Regions from separate parts of the Takifugu rubripes genome. Here region 1 is linked to region 2. The links are chromatin contacts, called in public Hi-C maps. All regions are on one chromosome and are shown on one strand. The core of a region is the stretch at or near the end of the contact, and the rest is flanking DNA. Distances in the headings are between cores, read along the strand shown.

Region 1 (7,031 bases), core at 4,238-6,737, 170 kb before region 2:
AAGAGGGGGACGGTGCAGGGGAAGGGGGAGGAGCCTAAATAACGACAACGGGGAACGCCCAATAAAGAAGCGGCGTGAGAGGAGAGTGGGTCTAGTGTAGGTCAGCGGCTAAAGACGTGGCTGGCGTGGGATAAAAAGGTCCGCAGTAGACCGACGTCTTAAATCATAACAGTCTCGGGGTCTTTCTCTCTACCGTTCCTTCGTCTCTGACTGGCCAGAAACAAAAGGTTGGCTTTTTTCAGAAATGATACCTCTCAAACCTCCTGGAAACAACAGAATGATGGACAGGTGGATGAGGGAAATGGAAGGAATGATGAGGAACACGGTAGCAGCCAAACTGGGAAGGGACATTACCATTGACTTCATTGTTATAAAAGGGGGGGGGGGGGGCACAGGGATTCTTCTAATGAGAGAGACCATGAGGGAGCGACCACATTGGCTTGACGCCTTCTGGCTGTTGTAGATTTGTAGATGGTGGGTGGTTTGTGGGGGGGGGGGGGGGGTCTCCGTGTTAGGTACTGCAGCAGGGAGCCTTTGCGGGCTGGGCGGCTTCCGTCAGGTCCACGCCGCGGTTCCGCCCGCTGCTGCCCCCTGCTGCCTGAGGCTCGCTCTTCGGCAATCTCTTTGCTAGCGTAAAGGAAAGAAAGAAAACAGCTTTTATCTCTATTCCCCCCTCCCACGTCATTTCAGATTTACGCAGCATTTACGTGAAATGTCAGAGTCACCCACCGATGGCCATGAATATCTCGTTCACGTTCATCGATGTCTTTGCTGACGTCTCCATGAACAGTAAGCTGTTGTCGTCTGCGTATGACTGGGCATCCTGGCAGTACAAAGTCATTACCAGTAGATGTCAGCGAGCGCTCCCAGACTGCTAGGAGCCCGCCGTACGGGCGGCATCTGGGCCTGCTCTAGTCGGACCTAACAATCAGCCTGTTTGCACTCACCTGGAAGTCGACGGCTCTCTTGCTGGCCAGGTCGGCCTTGTTGCCCGACAGAGCGATGACTATATTAGGACTAGCTTGTCTCTGTAGCTCCTTGACCCAGTTCTTCGCGCGGGCGAACGACTCCTGCGAACAGAAGACGAGGAGATTTGTGCCGAGAACAAAACGCCTCCTTTCAGGCGTGAGGCCAAGGTACCTCGTTTGTGATGTCGTAGACCACGATGGCCGCCTGCGCTCCTCTGTAATACATAGGCGCCAAACTGTGGTAGCGCTCCTGACCTGCTGTGTCCCAGATTTCAAACTTCACCGTCGTGTCGTCGAGACATACCGTTTGGGTGAGGAACGCAGCTGGGAGGAAACAGAAGGGCGGTGAGATAATCGATATCAAAACAACACAAGGCTGCTACGGTCTCCGTGACGCTGAGCGGATTCAACCGAAACGGATCGTAAACGCGTCTCAGTGTCATTTCAGCAGATTTAGCCACGTTTTAGCTATGCTTGGTATTTGAGAGCAGAGTTTATTCATGACTGAGGCGCTTAAGAATACAGGAAAACTGAAAATGGGAAGTTTGGGATGTTTTCAAGAACCGCAATGCACCCCCAAACACACAGGGGGCAGCACTTCAGATACAAACAGGCTAGTAGACAATGAAGGAATTGTTCCACATTCCCTACATCCCTATGAGCGACGCCCTCATTCCCAACACACCCTGCAAGTGTTCTGGAGCATTTTAGACTTCATTTAGGTCAAAATACCCCAAATTCTTATAAAAACCAACAAACATAGAAACGGGATGAACAGAGAGCTGAATGGAGACCTGGACTGATGCAAAAGTTTCATTCTGGAGGTCCGAATCTGAGTTTTTGAGAAGACAACAGACAGGAAAGTGATGCCATTATAAACCCCAGAAGCTCAAACTCAGTCTTCACAGTTCCTGCTGGCGGTGCCAGTGAAGCCACAGGTCTGCGTTCCTGGGAAAGTGGGGGGTGGTGGGGGTGGGGTGGGGGGGCTATGAATTAGCTGGGGCTGCGTAATCATCTCTGGGACTTACGAGCATCAAAACTAATTGGCTCGTTTTATCTGACTGGCCGACACGGCGTCAGCTGAGGTTTCCAGGACGAGCCCCGAGATGAACATTCCCCTGAACTGACCCGGTTGATCTCCAGCCAGCTGGCAGCTCATGAATCAGACCGGTCTCGCTGCGTGACCCTCACCTCCTATTGTGCTTTCCTGGAATTCGTGGAACTGACCCTTGACGAAGCGGAGCACTAAGCTGGACTTCCCAACGGCTGACTCCCCCAGCAGCACCAGTTTAAACTGGCAGATCTTGTTCCCTGCGTTGGGTCCGTTGGGTCTCGTGGCACCTCCCCGACTGGCCATGGCCTGCTGAGATCTCCTGGTGTCCTGTGGGCTAAAAGCTCTACGTCAGGACCTCTGCTGCAAAGAGGCAAGCAGGACAACACACAGCTGCTGGCTTTGAACAACGCCTATGTGCTAACGGACGCTAAAGCTAATGCTAAATTAATGCTCCTTGCAGCCGCTGCGAGAGCGCACGTGCACGTTTAAGCCCCGTAAGACCTTTTGTTCTGTTTGGCTGAATTGAACATGTGATGTTTGGCATTTATAGAATGTGAGCAGTAGAAGAAATCGTGGATACCTACACGCTAATGTGACAACACAAGAGCAGAGAACAGAATCCAGAGCGTTGAGCAAGATTTGTGTCACCATTAGGCAACAAAAAGTCGGTTTATCAGGGTTCTCCTGATCCAGCCCTGATACTAACTAAACTGTCTTGCTTATCAAGCTGTTCCTTGATACGTTTTTACTCAAGAGCCAGGCTTAGACACAAATACCCGGAGCCATTATGAGGTTGTTGCCAGATCTTTCCAGTCTGAGACTAAAACTAATACCAAACAAAGGTATCAGGCTTCTGTTTCCACTAAAATAATTCCACACCAAAGACAGATTGTTGTGTTTACAGTGGTTTGAACCGGTTTCCGTTTTTTTTTTTTTTAAGTAAGCGTTGCTATTTTTCGTACTAGAGTAGCTTGACAAGCCCGCGGCAGCCACCATAGCCCTGCACCGTCGTTAGCATGCAGCATCGGGGATGTTTCCTCCTCCGTCCGAAGCGGATTAGAAAGGCTGGTGTCAGGGCCCACAACACTACTGTTAATCCTGTAAAACAACATCTGAACACGTCAGAACTTCAAACACAGACCCCTTGAAGACACCACCTCATTATGCAGAGAGCAAAATAATCAATTCGAAGTTGAGGGGAAAAGGAAAACGACTAATGTCTGTAAAACAATAAAACAGAGCCACTCCTTTCGCATCTTAAATCGTTGCTCCAGTTGGGTCCATGTGCTTCGACCTTCCAAACACCTCCTAAAGCCAACACACTCGTTTTATATAGAAACACCAAAGTATGTAAAGCGGAGCGTGCTGATGGAATTACAAAATATAGCTGCAGATTATCTGAAGAGCACAAGTGGCAGGAGCCTCTTTAGGACCTGCACACACTCCAGCTCAAGATTTTCCAGCCACTCACCTTATTCAAACATGTTACAAATGCAACAATGTGTCAGCAGAGTGCATGCCAAGCATTCATGCATTTCCCAGTAATTTGTTTAGGGCCAAACAGCTGACAAAACCTGTGCAAAACAGTTGGTTCTTGTGAGGAGGCAACGCTGAAGCCTCCTTTGCTAAAGTGACTTGTACTGTGGAGAAACTCCTCCATATTTCATTAAATATGATGCCTTTAATCAGTTTCAATCGAATTATGGATTTAAGAAAATACCACCAGAGTAAAAGATCCCAATCAACGCTGCACCGGTGGGTTATTATCCAAGTTCAATGGTTAAAAGTACTTAATGGCCACTTTTAAACAACTATGAATCTGCATTGATGTATTTATTTCTTGCATATAGATTTTGATTGCTTCTTAAACTGAGGCAGATGTTTGCTCCTTAGTGCAACCACATGAGGAGCAATCTGAAATGAGATCCTCAAAACTACAAATGGAGGTCTAACTTGCAGCAAATACGATATTAACTTGTCAACCCTTCAACCCAAATTACTCAGATGGCGTTAACAGTGTTGAGGAACTGGGGAAAAGAGATCTTATTACCTGCAGTATTCTTTTCCGGTTCAGGTATCAATTATATGTGCCGCAGATATGAAATATTAGACCTATTTGAAATATGATGAAATGTTTGAAGGCGCAAACGCTCAGCCAAACAGAGAGCTTTAATCGGTGGCTGTTAACAAATGCTGTGCCCTATAGTGTTCACAAAATATTTGGCTAAGCCTGGGGCTTGTCGACTGTAAACACTCATGTTAGCACTTCTGTATCTGTTTTGATTTTATACATGGACGCCATTTTCCACGTTGTTATGATTGTCGAGCTAGTTAGCCTAATTACTGTTAGCCAACTTCAACGCCTGCGTACAAAGCAATCGAGGAAAACACATTAAATATTTCTCCAAGCACACTTACACAAGACAAATTCGAAGGGCCGAAGAGGGAACAATCGCGTTGCTATGGTCTGAAATGGTGATCTGGTTGACAAATGTCATTTCCTAACGAGTACCTACAATCTTAATACACTTACTATTGCTAACAGGCTAGAACCAATTCCACCCATTTAGCATGGAGCTATGGCAAATATAAACCCGTCAAAGAAGCGAGCCATACCAGAAGTTGTTTTAGTTGCAGCAAATATCCTGATAAACAAATGGACCGAGCACAGGTGTTTAAAGGCCTCGTTTGTTCGTTCCCTCAGCAGTAAAACATCACCGACACTAGCTGGCTTCTGCTAGCGGGGGCTTTAGCTAACGTTATGAACCGATGACAAGCAAGTTAGCATTAGCCTGTCAGACAGCTGGAAAACCCGATCTGTCGCTTCTTATCGCGGACGTTACCCGAGAGATGGATGAGGCTGTGGACTTTAAACACCGCTGCTGCTGTATTTCCACACGGAACCAGGGACACTCTAGTAAGGCGGCGTCCGGGAACCAAGAAAATAATTTCAACAATCCCGTCACGTCCCCTCCTTTCTTTCTTCTCGCTACTTCCTCTTTAGAACCAAAACACAAACAAGCTCTTCCGCCCTCGTGCCACGTCACAAAGCGCGTCCGCCACCGCCGAATCAAGCAAATAAATCAAATAATACCGATTTATCCAGAAATATTGCTACAATAGAGTATTTCATGTGATCCACTAAAAAAACCGAGCCAACCGATTATTGAATTAAATGCTAAACTTCATTGATTTGCATTTAATTCAATAATAATAATAAAAAAAACCACTGGCATCTAAAACATGTGTAGGCTGACAACGTGCGTCTGTTTTTTTCCTTTCACTTACGTGCACAAAACGACGTGGTGACAGACATTAATGTATATATTTGTATATAACGACAAGCAAGTTAGGTAATGTCCTGTTTTTATTTTGTTTTCCCGTCTTGATCTCGTTGCAGTACACTACTTGACAACACGGGGCGGCATACCATCATGCATCTCAGTGTGGCGTCGAAGAAGAACAAAGCCCCGCCCCCCTGTTTGTCTTTTCCGGGCTGCCCATGCCCGTGGTCGCATCAGCACCCTTTTACGATTTTGTGGACTATGTTTTTATCTGCTGCTTCAACTACATAATAACACAGCGGCTTCTCTTATCTGCACCCGGGACACACTGAGCAAAGTGAGCGTCAGCCAGACATGGAGGATGAGGCAGTGGAGACCCCAGAGGAGCAGCTGGCAAAGCAGCACCGTAAAGAGAAGAAAGAGATGCAAGGTTCCTAACCCAGTACAGCTTGAATCAGATGTTGGAATATGACAAAGTTTTGATCATCTGGCACTGCAAATCATCTAGTCCTTATGCAGCCAAGTCGATTGAAAAGAAAGACCTGTTACACGGTATTAAATGGAGAGCTAGAAGTGTCATAATGGTGTTGTAATTAGATATTAGCTACTACCCGTTACTTTGACTGGTTGCAAACAGGGGTTTTAGAGCAATTCCAGATCCCTAACCCTAATCTTAATGTTAACATTAAATGTTATCTACCGTATCTCTGGTCTACACAGTGCTGTTTGTATCTATTCAGGCTTTTTATTTTCCCCCGAGATGTTGTTGAGGTTGTTGTTTCTCTTGTTTCCAGCTGAAATTCAGCGAATGAAAAACGCGGTGCCCAAAAATGACAAGAAGAAGCGGAAACAACTGACAGAAGACATCGCCAAACTGGAAGCGGACCTCAACCAGAAACACGAGGAGGAGTTGAGGCGACTAACATCTGACACAAAGGTAAATGTTGTCTTTCCTGGTCTGTGAGATCCGTTGCACGGTTGCTGCTGTGAGCACTCGCAGACCAGCCTTAACATTAAATCCTGTGGTTGGTTGATGATCAATCCTGATTTAGGACATGGATTTAGCACTCGCTGGGGCAAAATCTCTCCAGGTGTCGAGGCCATGTTATTCATGTCAACAGATGCTAAGTTAAATGTCAAGGAAAAGATTTCTGAGGTGATTTTGAAAATGTTTCTGAGTCTCTTCCTAGCCTTAATTCTCTTGCTCTTTCAAGGTGGACGGGGTGTTAAACGGCGTGGAGGGCATGAAGGTGGGAGACGGTGAACAGCCGCGAGTAACCAAGGCTCAAAAACGAAGGGTAAGCAGCTGTTTTGCTTTGAACTCCTTTGCAAGTCTTCAATCTTCTGCGTCTGCTTGAACCCTCCAGGACAAGAAAGCTGCTCAGGAGAAAGAGCGGGAGAGCAGGATCGCAGACGCAGAGGTGGAAAACCTGCAGGGTGCCCGGCACCAGGAGGGTTTGATTTTAGCTCAGAAACTGGCCCAGAAACAGCTACAGATCAGGGAGATCTCTTCGGACGGCCACTGCCTGTACCGCGCCGTTGAGGATCAGCTGGCACAGAGGTCAAAGGTGAACGTCATCAGAGAGGTGTAATCTGAGCACCTGATCGTAAATAATCTGACAAACATTCAAGTTCAGGTGTTTGAACTGTGAACTGTACCTGGTTTTGCAGCCGCAATCATTGATGAGCGTGAAAGAGCTCCGGTCACAAACAGCCGAGCATATG
Region 2 (6,577 bases), core at 3,456-5,955:
TCATTTTCAATTAAGCCTCCACTGCGGTTGGCCGGCGGAGAGCTCCGAAAGTGCTCCAGTTGCTCCCCAGCGGACACTGTAGGGCTTGAAGAGCGAATAATGGCGAGGCCTTTTACTACCACCAAGGTTAACATGCATTAAAGACATCTGTTTGCTGAGATGGACCTCTGGCAGCGCTCACTTTCACTCCGCAAAAATGCATTAAGGTAAATAATGCCAGGCCAAGAGAGAAATCACCATGTGCGATATGTCTCAGGGAAGTAAAGAAGGCTATGAATACAAAATACGCTATGAATAAGTAATGTGGCGGTAACGGTGACACTGCAGAAAAAAGGGGGGGACAGTTTTTAGAATGCTAAGAGGCTGCCGTGTTCATTCCCTCAAAATGGAAGTCATGCGTGAATTATTTTACATATTCAAGGTAAATGCTTGGACTCTACTTTCTCTGTTTTTTATTATTAATATCTGTCTTTGATTATTTGTATTAGCTAATTTGAATAAATGAGCGTCCAGTTGTGGTGGACTCTGAGCTTTGAGCTCACGTCACTGGTGCTGTCGGTAACAGACTATGACAGTGAGGCCGTAGAAATGTTGATGTTTGGTTAAATTACAGGTTACGTGGATCAAATTATCAGCCGCAGACCTGCCTGAAGAAAGCGAAAAAGTTCAGGAAAATGTGACAGCATCTGTCAGACAGCCAAACACTCACCTCCCAAAGAGCTTTGGCATTGGAAACGGTCCTATGTGGCACCTGGAGGACGCGTTGCTCTATCTTAGCTAATGTTGAAGATCCACACTTAAGTTTCATTCTCTCTCTGTTATTGTAAAATCCTCATGCCAGCGAGTTGCCATAACTGGCTGCGCTCTATCGAGATGTCAGCATGTTTGACCCTGTCAGCTTGAAACAAGTAAAGACATAATTAATTGGATGTGACAGTGTGCACAAAGCCAAATATTCACAGGGTCAAAGTTGTCATTGAAGGTTAAATGTTGCCAGTGTTGCAGTAAATGATGAATAAAGCCCCAGTTTTCACACTGTATTTGCAATTAGAGAACATTAGCTATATTTGTTCATATATATAGTATATCCTCTTTTCCAGTGAAAGAATGTTTTATTATTTAGCCAGTATTTTGAAACACCTTGATGCATTTCCACCAATGTCATCTGGGGAGAAAAAACTTTCCCGCAACCCAACATTCCAAAAAGTGGCTAATAGATATTTCCCAGAATTCTGAAGAACTGAATGTTGGTGATTTGAATGCATTTAGCAGAGACATTGTGGAAATGCAAACGACACAGATTACCAGTTGTTGTTGTTGTTGTTGTTGTTTTTACCTATGTAAATAGGTGTTACTCATATTCCTGGGAATGTCAGCAGAAAAGGGGCTAATCCTTCACCATGAATTATTAAAAGACTACATTGTTATTCAAAGTTTATCACTAAAGATATGATAATAAAACACAAAGAAAATAGATTGTTTAATGAAATAACATTAATGTTTGACTGTATTTACTGGGATTATTAGTAGTAGTATTAACCTTTCAGGTACTCAGTACTCTACAGATAAAGACTATTGTGAAAGTGCTTGAAATTTTCTTTCTGACTGGGAGGGTTTGGTACCTGGGGAGGATTAAGTTTGCACAGACTAACTTTGTAGAAGCTGCATGAGTGATGTTATCACTCGCTGGAACAGACAGATAGAGGCGGACAGGCAGGGTTGCGGGCTCCCACTAATTTGATCTGGTGACATTTTCTTCTCCAGCTCCTTGGGGTAAAAGTGCAGGAGGGACGGGGGATGGACGGGAATGTCGGGGGGGGGCGAGGTGGAGGTGTTAGAGACAGTAAGGGAGATAGAGATGGAGAGCAAGAGAGAGAAATGGTGGAGACACTAATGAACGCAGACAACAAAGAGCCTAACCTGAGCTCCGAGCCCCTGGAGACGGACAGGTTTCTCACTGGGTCAATAAAAGCACTGGACCGTGTCTGCGTTGGTTTGCCCTTCAAGCACCCACTTAGCTGCTCAGGGAGGACATATTGTTCAAGGTTGCAGCAGTTTGGGGCCCTCAATCACTGGAATTCTGAGTTATGGGATACAGACACAGTTTATCCTGGCTGGCTATGTGCAGAAAGCATGCAAAATCCCATGAATCCATATTTACATGAAGAATTTAATGGCGCTAACGAGTGTGGCTAAGTCATTTACTGTATGATGCTAATGATAAAACTGACAAAGAATTCATCAGGTCTTAATGTAGCAATTGTACTTACAGGAGGGCTGTTCTACCCACTGGATATTGTGGTTCTAATTCTTGGAAGAGAGCAGTGAGCTGTATCAAGTAAATCAGAGGGCAGCATATTAAAGGAAGGGAAGGCTGGGTTAGCCAAAAACAGTATGAGAGGATATCGACTGTTGGCTTGTAATTTCATTTTAGGCACCAAGTAGCAAACAAGATATCACACTGTTCATAATCCCCAGCATCCCTGTGTATTCACACACACACACACACACACACACACACGCACACACACACACACACCCTTGTATTTCTATCTTTGGGGGGACCTTCATACATGTAATATATTACCCTAACCCTCAGGATCCCAACTAACCCCCTACCCCCTAATCAAATGGGAGGGGGGGGATGGGGTTTGCGGGATCCCCCCATGTTTTAACATTCAATTAATCATTTAGGGGAATGGCAACACTTTGCAAAGAAGTCCTCAATTTGCTAGTAGAATTAGTATTTCTTGGTACCCAGTATGTCACAAAGATGAGGACACACACCCACAGACACACACTCTCACACACATACTGTACATACACACACACTTCCATACTTTTTGTTGTTGTTATGAATATAGCATTAGGAGAGTCTTAAATCTGAATCTGGGATCCTCACACTGGGGCAGACACACACACACACAAACACACACATAAACACACACAACAAGCCACACTGAGAGGTACACACTGGGTTTCTCCACTAATTCCCCCCACATCTGACATATGTCACTCCCAATCTGTTCAGCGGGCCAGACATCTCTCCAGTGTTGACGTAGCAGACCGCAGAAGGGGGGGGGGAATCTCAGGCGGTTGGGACTGAAACACCGAGAGCTAAAGACAGCAAAATGACTGAGGAGGAAGAGCGCATCAATGAGGAGCTAGAGCTCTAGCGGCTGCTCGCTACCCTCTCAGTGTTAATTAGTCATTTGGAAACAACACCATCTGTTCTTTAAGAAAGTCAGATGCACGGTCTACAAAAGATGCCACCACTCCTGAAAACATTAGCCAGCCGCCAAGGCAAATAACTCAACACGCCCTGGGCTTCTTTTTTAACACAACACACCAGCTAGACAGGCATCTGCTACATTTGTTATACATTTAGTGGGTTCGGATCTCATCCCGCAGACATTTTGTGAATAATGTAAACATATGGAAATGAAGAAGGCGAGCAGGAGAATCCACCTGTAAGGAATCTTTAGGTGCAGACAAATGGAAGTGGATTGCCATCATGTGGCTGATGGTGGATATCACAGTAAATTCTGCTCTGTGGAGAGGCTCGTTTGTATCTACGCTATCAGATGTGCAATAGAGGAATCAGTCAGGGAGGTTTCTCTTCAATGTCCAGCACAGTATTAATATATATGAGTTGGAAATGTGACAAAAAAGGTTAAATATGCAATTTAACAAAGCAAAACCCTCTTAATATTAGCGTAATAAAGAGCAGGACCAGGTCCTCTTGGGATTCCACTCACAGAGCTCGATGCAATGACCATGTTTTACATCACCAATCTGTTACACAGGGATCTCCCCTGCTTCAATCCCATGGATGATTAACCATGATAATTAAGGTTTTTGGACATTTTCCACAGAGTGGCAGACGCGGCAGCTGGTGACATTCATGCATTCCCAAACACAGAGGAGGGAATTAACAATGAGGCCTCCGTTCATTTCAGTGCTCGCTACGTCTGCAGCGCTGGCACCAGTTCAAGAGCAGTCGAGCAGTGGGAAAAGGCTGCTGCTGGGCTGCAATGTTGCAATGTTGCAGCGTAGGCAGTGCACGTGATGGGAGATACTGGGAGGGATGGCAAGTGTTAAAGCTGTGAAATAAATGTCATAGAATCATCGTAAAAAGTTTAAAGTTCTGTGCTAAAAACAGTTTTTAATAGAATGGTGTTATTTAATTTTCGAAACTGCACAATTCTTCTGCCGTGCTCGAAACTTGTCAGTGGCGTTGTTTTTGTCTCTCTTGGCCAACTAGTATTATTAGAGTCTCACCTAAAAATCAACTCCAGTTAATCAAACTCAGCCACAATGTTATTTCTTTGATTTTTGAGGAGAACTGTGTGATTATTTTAATGTGTCACAGAAAAAAAGAATGTGAGCTTGACCATGTTTAAGGATACTACAGTAAATTTATATATAATATATATAATTGTTTAGTCATTAATTACTAAAGACAAATAAAGATTACAAATGGATTTATTTGGAAAAAAACATTGTCTTCTAAAATATACTCAAGAGAGACAAAATATTGCACTTACATGGCATAAACGTCACGATTTTTTTTATTAGTTTTTCCACTTAATTAGATTATTTTATACTTTTCCGTGCCTTAATGTGAGCTTTTCCCCATTTTCATGTTTGTAACGGAAGAAAAGGGGTGATGATGAAAACTCAATTTCCCACAATGCCTTACGAGAGCGGAAATGACAGGGGCTCCATGGAAACGGTCGGGTGGCGTACCACCGACGTCTACAGAAGAGGCACCGACACAGTGAGCTAGTGTAAAAAATAAATCTGTGTTTTTATATCCTTTCTCGAAACATTACGATTTTCTTCCATGAGAAGATGAGTCGTACACCAGATGCAAGAGTGAGGTAGGGGAATATACCGCCACCGTTGGGATCGTTACAGGAGAACTGTTGTTAGCGAAGCTAATGTTACCTGGTTAGCTCGTAAACCAACCTCACCTAAATTAATTTCGCTGCCTTTACACCATGCAAATTATTTCGTTTACAACCTATTCTCAACCCTCCTGATAGCTTTAATAGTTGAAAGGATTGTTAGACTGCGTAGCTTGCTTGTTGATTTAACATTCATCCCCTTAGTAAAGTGTTGATCTTTATTTCATATCAATTTGCAATCATTTTTTCATTTACAGCCTAACAGTTTGTGGTTTATTTTATCTTGTGGTGTTCTTTATGTTGTTCTAGGGACAACCAGACAAGGAAGATCCAGGAAAATATTAACAATGTTGAGAAGCACTTTGGAGAGATGTGCCAGATGTTCGCCGGTTACGTCCGCAAAACAGCCAGGCTACGAGACAAAGCAGACCTGCTGGTGAAGGAAATCGGCGTGTACGCAGACCTGGAGACGCCAAACCTGAAGAGGGGCATGAAGGAGTTTGCTGATCACTTGGCCAAAGTAGAGGACTACCGACAAGCTGAGGTAAAAGGATGCATCTAAACACATGAAGTGGGTTGTTTCAAACGCCTGACCAGACTTGGCTTCTGCACTGCAGGTGGAACGGCTTGAAGCCAGAGTTATAGAGCCACTGAAAAGCTACGGAGCCATTGTAAAACGCAAGCGGGTGAGTGGATGTAGGAGCCACGCTGAATGATGAGCAGACTGTGAGGTCCAAGACATGTTTCTCATATGTCCAAATCATCGTTTAAGGTGTTAAGATGATGTGCAGCTCCATTTTGGGCTGTTTTACTTCAATTTAAATAAGTGTAGCTGTTTAAAAGTATGTCTTTTGATTACTAAAGCTGCAGCAAGTTGTGTATATTGAAAAAAAGCTAGACTAGAGTGCAGTTTATATCACAGTCGCAAGGGGGCAGTGTTGGTACACCTACCGTGTGATTAGTCTGCGTCTTTAAGGCAATAATTTTGTCATTATTGTGTCATAAATTCCAAAGCACGATGAGTAAAGCGCTACAGCGTTAAATTCACATAAAGTGCGAGCTGATTTATGCACCTCCCACTTCATAATGCATATTTGATGGTTGTTGTGGATGCTAACTGGCGCTCCTCTGCATGTGTGCATCCACACAGGAGGATTTAAAGACGACTCAGAGTGCCCGAACACGAGAGACCAAACAGATGGCCCAGCTTGAAAGGACCAGACAGAGAAACCCCTCAGACAGACAGATCATTGTATCCTTTTTCGGAGGGATGATCTACAGCACCCGCTAATTGCAGGGACAATATCTTATTTGAATGGAACCATTTATTACATCCTTGACCAGTCCTTCAGTCTCAGGTGTGTATCTGCGCCGCTGCGGATTCAAGCTCAGGGCTGAAACACGTTTCAGAGCTGACAAGGAGACATCCAAACACAAGTTAAACAGATGCTTGTTTGCAGAGTAGTTATAAATATACCTGATTAAAAGGCACAAGAAGGTTGTTGTTTTTTCCGTTCAGACTAATTCTACAGTGCAGACAAAGCATTTAAACACGACACGTGGCGAAGGAAGCAGGAGTCAAAGTTGCTTTCTCCGTTCACAGGCTGAAAGTGAGCTCCAGAGAGCCACCATGGACGCCACGCGCATCACCAGGCAGCTGGAGGAGA

Evidence for each region. A called contact is a pair of places that touch in the nucleus more often than the background predicts.
Region 1: a contact with region 2 is called in a Hi-C map of muscle, with 2.1 times the contacts expected there. The contact joins the promoter of otud6b here to the promoter of cibar1 in region 2. A contact is called at or near these places in 2 of 2 Hi-C or Micro-C datasets (muscle and an unstated tissue).

The regions. Positions count from the first base shown.
Region 1 is chr12:3,695,852-3,702,882 of fTakRub1.2, reverse strand. otud6b (OTU deubiquitinase 6B) reads left to right here and starts at 5,487. Exons shown (of 8, transcript XM_011609113.2): 1 at 5,487-5,736; 2 at 6,101-6,243; 3 at 6,521-6,604; 4 at 6,674-6,874; 5 at 6,978-7,031. The coding sequence starts at 5,661. LOC101071138 (ras-related protein Rab-5A-like) reads right to left here and starts at 5,044. Exons shown (of 6, transcript XM_011609111.2): 1 at 4,866-5,044; 2 at 2,160-2,356; 3 at 1,141-1,292; 4 at 948-1,070; 5 at 730-823; 6 at 1-627. The coding sequence starts at 2,325. The coding sequence ends at 512.
Region 2 is chr12:3,525,881-3,532,457 of fTakRub1.2, reverse strand. cibar1 (CBY1 interacting BAR domain containing 1) reads left to right here and starts at 4,705. Exons shown (of 11, transcript XR_003890362.1): 1 at 4,705-4,883; 2 at 5,220-5,454; 3 at 5,528-5,596; 4 at 6,061-6,162; 5 at 6,263-6,268; 6 at 6,514-6,577.